Regions from separate parts of the Mus musculus genome. Here region 1 is linked to region 2. The links are chromatin contacts, called in public promoter capture Hi-C maps. All regions are on one chromosome and are shown on one strand. Each heading gives the region's core, a stretch centred on a gene start, on an enhancer-like site or on the middle of the called end of the contact. The rest is flanking DNA. Distances are from core to core; before and after follow the strand shown.

Region 1 (3,473 bases), core at 188-2,687, 2.7 Mb before region 2:
TGTGTGTCAGGAGGTTACCCCAACAGGTAGGGGCTCAGTAGAAATTCTTCTGGCCTTCGTTCTGCTTCTGTGATTTCAGACAGGAATTGTTTACCAGACTGTTCACCTCTTACAGATGAAGGTTAGGACTCCTACTTACACTCTGAATTTCTCATCATTGATGGGTACCATCAGTCACTGAGGATTGCAGAAACAATCTCCAGACATACCTGAGTAACACTTTAACTCCAGCACTTGGAGGCAGAGGTAAATGGATCTCTTTGAGTTTAAGGACAGCCTGGTCTATATAAAAATTACCAGGACAGATAGTACTAGAGACATTCTGTCTCAAAAAATAAAATAAAGTAAGACAGCCATGGTGGCACATGCTCACTCATAATCTCATCCTTTTGGATTGAATCTGGTTATATTGTGGTGAATTCATGGCTGACCTGGGCTACCTAAGGAAACTGTGTCAAAAAAATAAGAGGCAGGAATGCTTCCAATCCTGATTGTTTGGTACTACTGCCAGTCCAGTGACAGATCTCATGCTGGCCAGGATGGGACTATTTGTCAACTCTGGGGACCACTGGAACTGAGACATTTGCAGAGTTCTAATCACGTTTTTTGACAGAGATAATCCTCTTATTTATTTATTAGCATTCCACTCTTCTAAAGTTGTGTATGCTTTAAAAAAAAAAGATTTGTTTTATGTGTATCAGTGCTCTTAGCTGCATGTACATGTGCATGTCAGAAAAGAGCATCAGATCACATTATAGATGGTTGTGAACCACTATGTGGGCGATGGGACTTGAACTCATGACCTCCGGAAGAGCAGCCGTGCTGTTAACTGCTAAGCCATCTTTCCAGAGTTGGAGAGATAGCTCAGCCATTAAATAATAGGCTCACAACCAAAACTATGAGACAACTCTTTTAAAGGCAGTAACCTCTCTCTCTGGAAACTGACATCTACAGCTATTGACGGAGCAGACTCTCTTCAGTCACCAAAGACAGAACTCTGAGAGTAAACTAGGTGCTGCCAAGATGGCTCAGCGGTTAAGAGCACTTGACTGCTCTTCCAAAGGTCCAGAGTTCAATTCCCAGGAAAACCACAAACAGGGGATCTGAAGCTCTCTTCCGGTATGAAGACAGAGCAATCATATACACAAAATACGTAAATGAATAAATATTTAAAAACAAAACACAACACTGGACTAGACTAGTTGCATACGCACTGCATGCAAGGAAAAGTGTATTCGCAGGACACGGCTCTCCTTCCGCAATTCTTTCTCCCCCGCTCCCCTTTCAAAACAGGAAGTTCCAGAGTTGGACGAATGAAAAACCGGGGGCGTGTCTTTAACCAATCTTTTGATTGGTCCAGTGATCTAGAGGCGGGGTCTTTCTACGTCGAGGCGGAAATTACGCTAGATTTTCAACGTATTCCCTTTCTCCCGCATTCTCCATCATGGTGCGGAAGCTTAAGTTCCACGAGCAGAAGCTGCTGAAACAGGTGGACTTCCTAAACTGGGAAGTCACCGACCACAACCTCCACGAACTGCGTGTGCTGCGGCGGTACCGGCTGCAGCGGCGCGAGGAGTACACGCGCTACAACCAGCTGAGCCGAGCGGTGCGCGAGCTGGCGCGGCGCCTGCGCGACCTGCCGGAACGCGACCCATTCCGCGTGCGCGCCTCGGCGGCGCTGTTGGACAAGCTGTACGCTATGGGCCTGGTGCCCACGCGCGGCTCACTGGAACTCTGCGACTCCGTCTCGGCCTCGTCCTTCTGCCGCCGCCGCTTGCCTACTTTGCTCCTCAAGCTACGCATGGCGCAGCATCTCCAAGCTGCTGTGGCTTTTGTGGAGCAGGGTCATGTCCGCGTGGGCCCAGACGTGGTCACTGATCCCGCCTTTCTCGTCACTCGCAGCATGGAGGACTTTGTCACCTGGGTGGACTCATCCAAGATCAAGCGGCACGTGTTGGAGTACAATGAGGAGCGCGATGACTTTGATCTAGATGCCTAGCGAGTCTTCTTGTCCTGGCTTCTCAGCTACAGGTCACTGAACCGGGGATGGGGAGGATTGCCCCGGTGTACTGGGAATTTTTCCTAGAATTTGGACTGACAATTAAGTGACTGTGTCTTGAGAGACAGTGGGAAGCAGTTTTGTACCGCACTGGGGATTGCTAGCTTCTTGTGCCTTAAACTTTGTGGTGTAGAAGCAGGAATGTTACCTCTTCCCCTTTGCTTTCATCTTGAAATAGGACCGTCTGGATGGAGAGTTTGAGTTCAGTATATTTATATCGTTTAAAGAAACCCTTTCCTAATGCCAATAAATGTCCCACCGACGTTGTTTAAGTGCACATTTTTGTCTGGTCGTTCTTCTTACCTAGGGTCCTACATAGCCATATCTATTATCTTGCTAGCTGAAGAGCCTAAGGGCAGGAAAAGGGTTGAAGGCGTGAGGCTTTGGAGCCTCACGTGGAGGTTGCAGGATGTTGTACAAGCTGGGCAGATTTGTCACTTAACCAGTCCTTTTCTCGGAATGAATGTTTTGGCAGAGCTTTTATCCACAAGACTTCCTGTTGATATTCCAGCCCCAGGAAATACCATATTAAAGTCCTGGAGTGTTTGCTTGCCTAAGGAAATGATCGCCCTGTAGTTTGGCCAGCTAGTGGTTAGAAGGGACCCAGGAGGTTCCTGAAAACAGATGTTCTTCAAGGTCCTGGCTTCAGAGTTAAGGACACCCCCCCCCCCAAAAAAAAAAAACAAGCAAAAGGGCGAGGTAGTGCTGGCACAGCCTTTAATCCCAGCAGTTAGGAGGTTAAGGCAGGCAGATCTTTGAGTTCCAGGCCAGCCTGGTCGACATGAGGACAACCAGGGCTATGCAGAGAAATTTAGGACTTTAAAAAAAAAAAAAAAAAAAACGCAGCAGAAGCAAAAGGAAAACCATAAAGCAATAGAACTGGTAAATAGAGCACCAAGTTTTATCCCAGACCAAATACAAAATAGAATTCAGAGTCTGGCAGATTAAGGTATTTGTGTAGGGGTTATTTTTCTTCTCTCTCTCTCTCTCTCTCTCTCTCTCTCTCTCTCTCTCTCTCTTTTGAGACCGGTTTTGATTTGAAGCTCAAGCTGGTCTGGAACTAGAAGTGATCCTCCTGTCTCAGCCTCTCCAGTGCTAATATTACAGTGTGCACTGATGAGGCTCAGATTTTATGTGCTTCCTCTTCCTTGCTAGTGAGCCAGGCAAGATAGCTCAATGGGGAGAGAGGCACTTGCTGCTCAGGCTGACAGTGTGAATTTAGTTTTGGAACCCACATGGTGGAAGGAGAGAGCCGACCCTTCCACATGCATGGTACGTCATTTACATTCATACAAACAAAATTTTTTAAAAAGTAAAACTAGGGTTGGAGAGATGGCTCAGTGGTTAAAAGCACCGATTGTTCTTCCAAAGGTCCTGAGTTCAAATCCCAGCAACCACATGGTGGCTCACAACC
Region 2 (3,491 bases), core at 669-3,168:
AGAGAGGGAGTAACTGACTAATGGAAAATGAAGAAAGCCAGGAAGAGCATAATAATCTATAAAGCAGTTAAAATTCATTGAGTACGGGAGCATGAGAGGGAAAGGGTTAAAGAGAGGGAATCCTGGGAGGTTGTGGGATTCTGCCATTCCACATTTCATTCATGGGAACAAAACCTTTGTGTTTTCTTATGTTGAACACATTTCCACAGTGCATGCTCTCAGAAGACTATGTGACCCTAAGTCCAGTTCTGAACTACTGTGAACTATTGCACTCTGAGACTGGAGTATATCCCTCAGTTTTCTTCAGTTATTACAATGTAACAAAACACCAAAATCTGTTAGCAGTCAGCGGCCTGGGGATCCTTGGCTCGATCCAGTTGAGACTCATGAGTAAGCAAGGAGAGAAACTAGAACCCAGGGGGCAAGCACAACGGCTCAAGCCAAGAATGCAATAATTTAATTTTCTCTTCTTTCCTTCCTTCTTTTTTTTTGAGACTGTTTCTTTGTGTAGCTTTGAGTGTCCTAGAACTAGTGCTGTAGACCAGACTAGCATCTCAGAGATCTGCCTCTGCCTTTAAAGTGCTGGGATTAAAGGCATGCACCACTACCGTCCCACACTTTTTTTTTTTTAAGGGTTTTTTTTATTTTTAATGTATGAGTATCTGCATGTACACCTGCATGCCAGAAGAGGGCCCAAGATTTCACTATAGATGGTTCTGAGCAACCATGTGGTTGCTGGGAATTGAACTCAGAACCTCTGGAAGAGCAGCCAGTGCTCTTAACCCCTGAGTCATCTCTCCAGCCCCACTTTTTTTTTTTAAGATTAATTTTACATATGCATGTTTGTGTTTTCCTGCATATATGTGCGTGCAACGCATTGGTTCCTAGTGCCTGTGATGGCCAGAGAGGGTAGTAGATCTCCTGAAACTGGAGTTTCAAATTATTGTGAACTGACTCGTAGGTGCTGGGAACCCAACCCAGGCCTTTGACAAGTGCAGCCACTGATCTTGGCTGCTGAGCTTTCTCTTCCATCCCAACTAAAATGTTTCATTTAGTTAATTTCTGAGATGGTTTCATATATCCCAGGCTGGCCTTGAATTGGCTATGTAGCTTAAGACTTCTATGGGGGCACACGCCTTTAATCCCAGCACTTGGGAGGCATAGGCAGGTGGATTTCTGAGTTGGAGGCCATCCTGGTCTACAGAGTGAATTCCAGGACAGCCAGGGCTATACAGAGAAACCCTGTCTCGAAAAACAAAACAAAACAAACAAAAACAAAAACAAAAAAACCACAAAAAACAAAAAGACTTCTAACTTGATTTTTGTGCTTCAACTTTCTGAATGCTGAGATAACATTATACAGACTACAGGCACGACACGGGATTTACACACCTGTGCATAAACTAAGGGTTTGTGGTTGCTAGGCAAACACTCTTCCAAGTGAGCTATGTCCCCAGTCCCCTGTGTGATGAGAAAGCCTGGGTGCGGTCGGTACACCGAAGCAAATGAACATGGGAGCAAGTCAGATTTCAGAATTTTAACTTTTGATTCCTATTTTTGTCTGGCTTCAAGCTGCACCAAAGGGGCACCTCAGTATCTCTATATAGGCAATCTAGATTACCTTCTTCTGCAACCCTCCTAACCACACGAGGCGACAAAGAAAAACATTATATTTCGGCATGTCCGGAGAACCTCTTTCTCAAGCTCCCTCCGGGCCCCAAAGCGCAAGCGCCACTCTCTCGCTTCCTCACGCCTTCAACTCTGGATCACTGCGCACGCGCGCCCTGGCTAGCACCCTGGGGTGGGGACACGCCCAGGTACAGCACGCACCGCGGTTGGTCGGAAGAGGACACCTGATCGCGGTGTCTTCGCCTGAGCATGCGCAGAGCGCCCCGGCGTGCCCGAGACCGCACGCTGAGGCGTGTGGTGCGCGACCTCACCCGCCCGCCTCGGTCCCCGCCCCTTGGCCTGCCGCTCCGCCCCCGCGGGGCGTCCCGGGCCGCTCGTCCCCTCCGCGGCGGCCGCGCGCGGCCCGGGGTCGCCGTGAGTACTCTCTAGGCTGGCGTGTGGGGAGGCTGGAGTGGGGATGGGGCGGGGCGGTCGGGCTGCTGGCAAGGTCCGCCCTGCCTGAGGGACCAAGTAAGGGATGCTGACAGGCTTCGCTCGGCTGGGCGGCTGGCGGCGGCGAGCCGCAGACGGGTCCTTAACGGGGAAGGCCGGAGCTGAGGGCTTTGGGGGACACCTGGAGAAGAGGCCTCAGGCCCTGCCCTGCATGCGCAGGTGTCCTCGCGAGCGTCTTGGTCTTCTCCCTCCGCCCGGGCTAGGGTTAGCGCTGGCCCGCGGGTCTCGCCCCTCCGCACCCTCCTTCGCCCTTTGTTTAGTAGCCTAGTCCTTTTGACACTTCCGTTGGAGTGGAGTTTTCTTCTCCTAGCACACTGAGCTGGAAGTCAAGCCCAGAATGTAGACGTTGAGATCAGAGGCGTCTCTTGACTAGGTATACGTTAAATGGTCACTCTGAAAAGTGCCAATGGACGTAGAGAAAAAGACCTTTGTGGGTCGTCCGAAGGCTTATTTACCGTTGGCACGATCTCATAGAAATAGACCAAGCGTGTTAATGCGAGCTGCCATCCCCCAGAATAAACACTGAGCCTAACAGCACACTTCTCTGGGCACTCTTAATAGTCTCTATTTGATCTAGCTCCTCTTGAAAGGTTCCAGATCTGCCCCCCACCCCCACCCCGAACTAGTTATTACATGAAAAAATGGATAGATTTGGCCCTATCAAACGTTCAAGTTACTTATGCAAGTTTTGTGACCTCCCTAGGTTGGAGTATTAAATATGTAACATGAAAACTTTGAACTAGGTCATCTCTCAGCCCCCTCTTTTTTTTTTTTTTTCTTTTTTAATGAATTCCGTGCTCCACCATCTGCCTTTTCCCACTCTCCAGCTTTTAAATCTACTCTCCATTCCTGAGAGAAGGCCATGGAGTGTTGAGGATTCAAGTCTTTTTTTACTAAAACAGTCTGGTTGGAGAAGCTGGTCATTTCATAACTGTCTTTTCCTTAGAAAAACTGATTTTTTTTACCCCCTCCTTTTAATAGCATCAGAAACCAAGCAGCAAACCCTGAGGAGATGCTCAGTTTTCCTTGACTTCTACAGTGAAAGACCTTGAGAAAGTTGGCACTTCTAGCCTAAGCTGCCCTCATTCTACTGCTCACCCCAAGACAACCCAGGCTGGACTGTAGTGCTTCCCTCTTCGTCCAGAGCAGCATTTGACTGTTTTCAATCTAAAAGAACCCTGGTCCCAAACTTCATAATTGGCACCTCAGCTGCTCTTGAAGGTGAATGAAGTCTTGATTTTTAAAAAGCATTTTGTGTGATTTTTGTCAGTTTAGTAGCAGCATTTAAGTTCTTATACTTACCTCCTATTTGGCCTAGGTACATAGCTGAGGGCTCATTCACTAATTCAGTAAATGTGTTATAGAGGCTG

Evidence for each region. Promoter capture Hi-C pulls out the DNA fragments that hold promoters and counts their contacts.
Region 1: a promoter capture Hi-C map of erythroid cells shows a contact between it and region 2, with 20 times the contacts expected there. The contact joins the promoter of Imp3 here to the promoter of Parp6 in region 2. A contact is called at or near these places in 2 of 39 promoter capture datasets (erythroid cells and pre-B cells).

Annotation. Positions count from the first base shown.
Region 1 is chr9:56,936,063-56,939,535 of GRCm38.p6, forward strand. Imp3 (IMP3, U3 small nucleolar ribonucleoprotein) reads left to right here and starts at 1,438. Exons shown (of 1, transcript NM_133976.2): 1 at 1,438-2,336. The coding sequence starts at 1,445. The coding sequence ends at 1,999.
Region 2 is chr9:59,615,366-59,618,856 of GRCm38.p6, forward strand. Parp6 (poly (ADP-ribose) polymerase family, member 6) reads left to right here and starts at 1,919. Exons shown (of 24, transcript NM_001205239.1): 1 at 1,919-2,043; 2 at 3,103-3,342. Gm51709 (a long non-coding RNA gene) reads right to left here and starts at 1,759. Exons shown (of 3, transcript XR_003948337.1): 1 at 1,622-1,759.